Linked DNA regions of Mus musculus: regions 2 and 3 are each linked to region 1. The links are chromatin contacts, called in public HiChIP or PLAC-seq and promoter capture Hi-C maps. All regions are on one chromosome and are shown on one strand. Each heading gives the region's core, a stretch centred on a gene start, on an enhancer-like site or on the middle of the called end of the contact. The rest is flanking DNA. Distances are from core to core; before and after follow the strand shown.

Region 1 (2,700 bases), core at 28-2,527:
TTAGCATACTATAAATGCAGCAGGCTATCTAGGTGGGAAACACTTCTTTCCTTTCTGTTCATCTTCTTTTTTTCCTTTTTGTCATGCTCAGATTGACTGTTCTTTTATTATTCCTGTCTGTTGTGATCAAACTGAATGTATATAATTAAAATTAAAAAAAAATCTCTAGTTGAAGAGATGGCTGAGCAGATGAAAGTGTTTGCTAAGCAAGACTGACACTCAGAGTTCAATCCTGGAAACCACTGGTAGTTGATAACCGCATTAACACTCTGGTCTCTCTTGACCTCACAGGCTCACATATTAAAAAAAAAAAAAAATGCATTCTACTTACTTGGGCTACGTAAACTAACCCGTTGAGGGAATCAACTGCAACACAAAATGTTGCACCAGTGAAGTATTCCGAATTCTTGGGCCAACCCAAATCCAGCCGGAAAAGAGGGTCCTCCATTCTCCAGGAAACGTGAAAAGAAAATGTCCTTGAAACCTCAAATAAAATCAAAATACTCAGATTCAGTTCGACAACCAGAAGGTAGCCGGAAATAAGATTGTATATCTAAAGATCAAAACAACCATAAGAAAAGTCTAATGATGACTTAAGAGTGTAGTAAGAGCTGGGGAAAATCCAGTGTGTGTGTGTGTGTGTGTGTGTGTGTGTGTGTGACTTAAGAGTGTAGTAAGAGCTGGGGAAAATCCAGTGTGTGTGTGTGTGTGTGTGTGTGTGTGTGTGTGTGTGTGTGATGTTTACTTATTTTTATTTAGACTTGTGTGCATGAGCTCGGGTGAGTTTATGTGCACCATGTGCCCACAAAGGCCAGAAGAGGGCATCAGGCTCCCTGGAACTGGAGTTACAGTGAGAGAGTGAGCCTTCAAGTTGGTGCTGGGAATCGAACCTGAGTCCTCTGAAAAAGCTGCTCGAGCTCCCAACCTCCGCGCCACCTCCCCAGCCCCACGTGCATTCTTTTTACACTAAATGAGAGGACGAGTCGTCAGCTGCTGAGCCCCAGGGGAGCAGGTTTGGGACCCCAGGGGCTGTACCCCTCGGTGGCACCCACACCCACAGCCTTCTGCCTGCTATTTACCAGCGAGCCACAGAAGCGCGAATGCAAAACCAGACAGGAAAGGAAGAAGGCGGCGCCCGCCAGGCAGACCCAGGCTCTCGCCATCGCGAGGGTCTGGGAGGCGAAAGTCAGCGAGGCCTGAAGCCGGCTCTAGGGCAGAGGCAGACTAAAGCACCGGGAAACTCGACCGGAGAACCGCCGAAGACTAATTCCGGGTGTCCTGCTCCTTGCTCCGCCCCGAGTCAGGCGCCCAGCGAGTGACCCTGGTCCCCACGCCGAGGTGCTCCTGGCCACTAGGATGGCGGCGTCCGCAGATCTTCCTGACCTACTTACTCTTCGCTCCTTTAAACTCACTTTCAAGAAGCAAAACAGAGCACCGAGAAACTGAAGAGTTAGGGGATCGTGACACTAAAACAATGACTACCACGCTCCGAAAAGGACTTTAGTCACGTCTGCTCCACAAGCATTCAGGCTTCTGCCGTGGACGCCTATATTCCCACACTAGGACCCCGCCCCCCCCCCCCGACGCCCCAAACTAATCATTTGTGCAAAAGCGACTTAAGGTGGCGGTGCACCATTGCGTCTTGTGGGCGCGACACGCTCTATCAAAGGTCCCCTGGAGCTGGTGGGGCATTTAGGGGAGCACCCGCTGGGCGCCTGGCCGTATGAGCGCTGAGGTGCTCGAGAGCCTCCCTTCGCAAGGCTCTGGCCCCCTTCGTCCGGCTCCTAGTGCGCCCCGGCCGCCCGCCCGCTCCCGGAAGCTACGAAAGCCCGTAACAAAGGACCTGCGGGGGCCGCCGGTTGCCGGAGCTGCGGGACCCCGGGATCGGGCGGATCGGCGGGTCTGAGCGCCCGCGGGGCCACGTGTCCCGGATCACGGCGGTGAGCGGAGCGTGGCTCGGCGGCCTTCCCCGGAGCACCCGGCTGTCGGCACCCTCCGGAGCCCTGATTTCTGCAAACGCACAAGCCCGCTCTGCTCTGAGCAGCTGAAGCTTTGTGTGAAGAAGCTACTGAAGTCTGATTTTTATTTAAAAAAACAAACAAACAACAACAAAAAAAAACCCAACTTTTTCCAAGTTTTCGTTCTGGGATTTTTTGTTTTGTTTTGGTGCAGTTTGCAATACTCTACCTCCTCGCCTCCTTTCTCCTCCTGGTGTATTATCCACGAGACGAACCTGGGATGAGCGTTTTGTAATTGCAAGAACTGTGAGACGTCACGACGGAATAGTACTCAAGATGGACAAAAAGTCCTTTGAGACGGTGCTGGATGAAATTCGAAAGGTAATTGACCTTGTTCCCTGAAATTCGTCTGAGATAATAATGGTCGTGAGTTACTTTCTTTGAGGTGTTGTGTGTAGTCAGCAGAGGAACTTGAACTTTCCTGTGTAACGTAAGAACTTGCATCTTGGTCCGTTGCACCGCTTAAATAGAAGATAAACCACCTCACTGCTAAACTTGGGAAGTCATTGTGGTACGGGAATTACGTTTGTACTACCTACAGCCCCGGAGCCAACTGTAAATCCGTAATAACTGAGCTTTTGGTTGACTGACATTTATTCAATGTTAACATGGTTCGGTAACAGGAGTGACTAGGCACTGGAAGGGATGCCGAGAAAGTTCTTTTCCAGATCTCTTCCCCTGC
Region 2 (2,707 bases), core at 102-2,601, 180 kb before region 1:
AACAATAAAAACCCTAACCAAGATAGCAGGTTACTGAAGGAGAAACATGGACACCAACCCAGCCACAAAACGTTGACCTACAATCTATCCTGCCTGAAAAATATGCTAAGGCAATGGTGGTACAGAACTTCTGGGAGTAACCAATTAATATTTGGTTTGGCTTATGGTCTACTCCGTGAGACATAACCATGCCAGACACTGCTTGAGTGACCAAGAAGCTGAGACTAGACATCTCAGAGTTCTAGGTAAATCAAACACTTCTGCTCTTTTTTTTTTAAGTACCAATGAAATGGCTCCTAATGATATTCTGCTCTACAGTCATCATCAGAGAGGCTTCCTCCAACAGCAGATGGAAATAGATGGAGAGATCCACCATAGTCAGAGATAAGTCTGAGAGAAAGTGTACATGGGAGAGCTCCATCAGATGGGCAGAGCTAGAGAAAAGCATCCTGAGTGAGGTAAGGGAGACCTAGAAAGGTAACTATGGTATCTGGTGGGAGAGGAGGTAGAACACTTGAAAGAGCCAGAGGAGGTGGAGAACTCTGAGTCAGCTAAGCAAGTCACATATGAGCTCACAGAGACTGAAGCAGCAAGCACAGGGCCTACAAGGGTCTACACCAGGGCTTCTGTAGATCTACTGTAGCTATCAACTTAGTATTTTTATGGGATTCCTGACTGTGAGAATGAATGGGCCTCTGACTCCTGTGCCTGCCCTTGGGACTCTTCTGTTGGCTTGCCGTGGCCAACTTCAAAAAAAAAAAAAAAATCAAAGTTTTTGCTTCATCTTACATTTTATTTGGGCACGTTTGGTTGTTACTCCTTAGAAGCCTGTTCTGTGCGGACACTGTCCTTCGCAATGGGACCCCACTGTCAGTGTGCAGAGAGTGACCCTGTGTCTTAGCAACCGAAGGGGAGTGGATCTGGAAAAGAGGGGAGGTGAGGAGAAGGAGGAGAAGGAGGGGAAACTATAATTAGGATATATTGTATGAGAAAAGGATCTATTTTTCAGTAAAAGATTAAAAAACAGTAAGTGGGCTACAAAGTAAGTTTTTTTTAGGAATTAACAGGATTTATTGCCGATTAACTTCGTGTTCCTTCCCTAACACCAAATTCATGTTGAAACATTTATTCTCAGTATGACAGTGGTAGGAACTGAGACTTTTGATAAGCGGCTGGGTCATGAGAGCGGACCTTTCTCACTGCCCTGTGCTTTGTAAGTATGTAACCTAAACAGGGCCTCTGATCAAAAGTGGGGAAATACCAAATAAAAACTAGATCCAACACATCTGCCGTGCTGCACGGTCCCTCAGAGCTTGGGTAGGACCCAAGTGCAGCACTGTTTCCGGTGAGAAGGGAGGGCTCAAGAGAGAGAGAGAGAACTAGGCACAGCTGGCGTGAGTCACTGTTAATTCCCTGTTCTTTCCTTCTTAGATGTTTAAGAGTGATCCTGATTATAAGATATGAGAATTAAATACATTCCATGGACTGGAAAAGGTTGATTCATGGGTATTGGAGTTGAATGTTACCACAGATCATCATCTGATAACAAAAGCAGACACTTCCTGCAGTGCTCCCCTGGGAAATCTAGGCAGGAAAGTCACTTCCGGCCGCAAGTACTGTTTCTTTGGATGCCACATAATCTCACTGTTCATGTAACGATTACCCAGAGTGCCCGTCCCCACACCTTGCAGTCATCTTCCCCTGCATATAGCGCCTCCATTCTCAAGCCATGCACCCTCAGAGTCTTTTATTAGGCAGGGATTGGAGCGTGCCAGTTACTGCTGTAAGTCCCACACATATGGATTACTTCGGTTTTCCCATCCCATTTTATTTAGCCTTTCATTTTTCTCCTTTTAAAACTATTTTGAAGGGTTAGTGAGATGGCTCAGTGGTTAAGAACACTGGCTGATCTTTCAGAGGTCCCGAGTTCAATTCCCAGCAACCACAGGGATGCTCATGGCCATCTATAAAGGGATCTGATGTTCTCTGCTAGCATGTAGGTGTACATGCAGACAAAGCAATCCTACACTTAAAATGCATAAGTAAATAAATATTTTTAAATACATAAACTTCCTATATTTTCCATATGAAAAAGTGGCCTTCAATATGAGATTTCATTCATAAATGCCATTCGACTCTCTTGATCTCTTGTCTCTCATTCCCTATTCCCTCTTTTTGCTGGTCCTCTATTTTCATCATTCATGTATATGTGTATGTGTGTATATATATATATATATATATATATATATATATATATATATATGTGTGTGTGTGTATGTGTTTATTTGTATGTGTGTATATATGTATATGTGTATATGTATATGTTTGCATATCTGGATATGCATATATAATATATACATTTGTATTTCTTCTTTACATATAACTGATTTTTGCACACATATATTTATTTAAATTACTTTCCATGTGCAAAAGAAATTTTATTATTTTTCTTACATCTAGCACTGTGTTTCTTCTTTAGAAAACTGTTCAATTTATTTGCCCATGATTGAATGATTTGGTGTTTGGACTATTTAATTTCTTCAGTAATTTATGGGTTAGCTACAGTGATTTCGTTATAGAGATCCTTTAATCTCTGGGTTAGATTTATTGCTAGCCTTTTTTAATTTTAGAGGTTATTTTCAAAGGGTTTTTTTTCCATCTGATTTCTTTCTAGCGTGTTTGTTATTGATGTATGGAACACAGGCCA
Region 3 (2,732 bases), core at 128-2,627, 230 kb before region 1:
TATTGCTAATTGACATGGCTGAGTCTAGGTTTCACGGTCTCACAAAGATGGTCCCCGACTTCACAAAGGAACAGATTTTCGACTGCTTTGCTCTTTAAGGAAAGGGTCAGCTCCTTTCTGATCAGGGTACAAATCCAGCATCCAAGGGGACAAGAAAGTGCTTGGGGACTTGGTGATTAGTGAATTAGAATAGTTCTTTCCAAGTCAGACAAGGAGCTATTGGTGACTTACATGTTAACATTTAGAAATGTTTTTCACACTTGAACAAATTCTATCCCAAACATTTCTGTACTCGTTATCCTTTAAAATTTACTCACAAAAATCTCAAAAAAAAAAAAAGGTGTCACCTATTAAGAACTAAGTTTCTTATAATGTTCTTGCATTGATTAATAAATATGCCGGGGACTCAATTTGTACAAAATTTGGCATCCTGCATAATTAATTCTCTTTTTATCTAATGGTAGGAAAACTAGCTTGGGAAATATTTTCCCAATGGGAGGAAGCAGACCAGTGGGGTATTTGTCTGCTCAGCAAAACCTTGCCTCACTGCTTTGTGGACAATGTTTCAGACAAAACATGGTGTACGTCAATGCGCTGTAGACAGGTCACACAGTAGCTAGTGATTTATATAGAGAATCCAGAACTCTCAGCTCAGATTCTCTGATCCTTTTTTTTTTTTTCTTTCTGAAGACCAGGGGATAGGTTGAAAGGATGGGTACTAAGGCAGGAAATGAGTGTCACGCTGTGAGGACTGTCTCTCTTTGTGGCTTAGCTCAGTGTTGGTGGCAGGGTGTGGGGAGGGGGGCATGAACTGTTCTGCCCCAGATGGCGGTTAGAGAAGCAGTCTACCCAATAGGGGTAGAGAAGGGTGAACACTGGCCAGAGAGACAGGATTGATTCAGTGTGTCAGTGTTAAGTCTCCTGTTGCCGTATTTCTCAGCCATGTTACTGTATTAAAGTGTGTGCCTATGTGGGGCTGCTTCTGTGGTGTCTGAGAACTCCCATTCTCACCCATCACACAGCTGTATTTCGGTGCTTCTGGGTTAGCATCTTTGGGTTGTGGTTGATGGTAATGCTCACTGATTGACGAGATCTTACTGTCAGATTAACTTATAGAGTCTCCTGGTGAGAATTTAAATCTCTTTCTGGCTCTTGTAAAAACCATATGCAAAATTAAAGACTCACAGGAAGCAGTTGTCATAGTCTGATTTACATTTGATTTACATTACATAGTTTGATTTACATTAAAATAAAACCACGTTGCTTTTACAGGGAGGTGCAGATTTAGTCTTCCATGTGTCCGCCTTCTAGATCATTCCTGAGCTGTGAGGAACAGGCAGTGCAAGTTCACAGGTCAAGGGCCCTGTAAAATTTCACAACACTACAACATACTATGTTGATTCTTATATTGGCAACAGAAATTCCACTGAACAGTGCAGGGTAACTTACTAACGTTGCTTGCTCTTGAATTTGTTCTCCATGGGATTAAAGGGATTGGTTGGCTTTTTGCAAGTGTGATTGAAAGAAACTCTTTTTAGTTCCTTAGCAAGACTCTGAAGGCTTTTTGTGCTCTTAAAAGGTAAAATTGGAAAGAAACTGAGTTGTTACTATTTTTATTCTTATTTTAAGCAGACTCAATATTGTTCTTGGAATCTGACTTCACATTGCTTAAAGGAATTTAATGTGGTGTTTTTAAGGAGCAGGCGCTATGGCCCTGTCGTGTTCTGCACTTTGATTTGTAAAGGCTTTCTATTTTACCTCCTCTCCACAGGCTTGCTGATTGGTGCTGGCTGTGCCCTCTACCCCTTGGGCTGGGACAGTGAGGAAGTCCGGCAGACTTGTGGCTACATCTCTGGCCAGTTTGACTTGGGTGAGTTCTCGTTATTCTTCCTAGAAAGGGGGCTTATCTGGAAGGAAGACAGTCTGGGGCTGTGTTTGGCAGGCATGCATGCATACATACATATGCATGTATACACATATATACATACTTACATAATACATAGATACATTTTCACTTGTTGATTGAAGAGTCACTGATACCCTACTGTTCGCCAGCACTATGATCTATATTGCAGAGTCTAAGAAAAAGAAATGGCCTTGTTCTCCTGAGCTTTTATATCCTCTGATTAATTTGTTCAAAATCATATATTTATCACTCATTATACACGCTAAAAATATCTCGAGGGAACTCACAGGCAAACAAAGCAATCAAGGAAATTACGACGAGGGTAAAGTTTCTCTCTGGGATGTGGAGCACTTTGTGTAAGGGGAGAGAGAGGCTGGAGGGATGGCTTAGTGGTTAAGAGCACTGGCTGCCCTTCCAGAGGTCCTGAGTTCAATTCCCAGCAACCACATGGTGGCTCACAACCATCTGTAATGGGATCCAATGCCCTCTTCTGATATGCAAATATACACGCAGATAGAGCACTCATATACATAAAATAAATCTTTAAAAAAAATAAAAGAAAGAAAAAGAAAGAAAAGAGAAAGAAAAGTAAAGAAAGGGGGGAAGAGAGCAACAGGGTCTTGAGCACAGAACACGTGGGTACCAGCAGGGGATGGACGCTCCTGGCAGCAGGGCCCTTTTCGACTCTGCTTGTCTGTGTGCTAATGAAGAAGTTCGGGTGTTTCCACTGAAGAATAAAAAAAAAAATACCGACTGAGAACATGGGCCCCGGCCAGATGGCCTAATTCCCCGGAACTTTTGGGAAAAACAACCACAAAATGTTTCA

What was found. Promoter capture Hi-C pulls out the DNA fragments that hold promoters and counts their contacts. HiChIP or PLAC-seq counts read pairs in DNA pulled down with a chosen protein or histone mark.
Region 2: an H3K4me3 HiChIP or PLAC-seq map of the 230-238 cell line shows a contact between it and region 1, with 15 read pairs. The contact joins the enhancer-like site here to the promoter of Nhlrc3 in region 1. A contact is called at or near these places in 1 of 39 promoter capture datasets (the C10 cell line), 6 of 115 datasets of contacts at active chromatin or transcription factors (the 230-238 cell line, embryonic stem cells, epiblast stem cells and 1 more) and 4 of 9 other capture datasets (adipose tissue, embryonic stem cells, liver and 1 more).
Region 3: a promoter capture Hi-C map of the C10 cell line shows a contact between it and region 1, with 6 times the contacts expected there. The contact joins the enhancer-like site here to the promoter of Nhlrc3 in region 1. A contact is called at or near these places in 3 of 39 promoter capture datasets (the C10 cell line and pre-B cells), 1 of 15 datasets of contacts at CTCF or cohesin (large pre-B cells), 7 of 484 Hi-C or Micro-C datasets (B cells, the C10 cell line, the G1E-ER4 cell line and 4 more), 11 of 115 datasets of contacts at active chromatin or transcription factors (the 230-238 cell line, astrocytes, cardiomyocytes and 4 more) and 2 of 9 other capture datasets (adipose tissue and embryonic stem cells).

Annotation. Positions count from the first base shown.
Region 1 is chr3:53,461,981-53,464,680 of GRCm38.p6, forward strand. It overlaps Nhlrc3 (NHL repeat containing 3), which reads right to left and starts at 1,278. Exons shown (of 7, transcript NM_172501.2): 1 at 1,080-1,278; 2 at 332-484. The coding sequence starts at 1,163. It overlaps Proser1 (proline and serine rich 1), which reads left to right and starts at 1,815. Exons shown (of 13, transcript NM_173382.2): 1 at 1,815-2,339. The coding sequence starts at 2,295.
Region 2 is chr3:53,283,345-53,286,051 of GRCm38.p6, forward strand. No RefSeq gene overlaps it. Among named protein-coding and RNA genes, the nearest start is that of Gm40048, 110 kb to the right of the region's middle. Within about 2 kb of position 1,352, at least 32 of the 459 cell types and tissues checked have an H3K27ac peak or open chromatin away from gene starts, as enhancers often do. A contact at or near this core is called in the 230-238 cell line, where this site is marked.
Region 3 is chr3:53,229,959-53,232,690 of GRCm38.p6, forward strand. It overlaps Lhfp (lipoma HMGIC fusion partner), which reads left to right. Exons shown (of 4, transcript NM_175386.3): 3 at 1,772-1,870. Among named protein-coding and RNA genes, the nearest start is that of C130075A20Rik, 140 kb to the left of the region's middle. Within about 2 kb of position 1,378, at least 14 of the 459 cell types and tissues checked have an H3K27ac peak or open chromatin away from gene starts, as enhancers often do.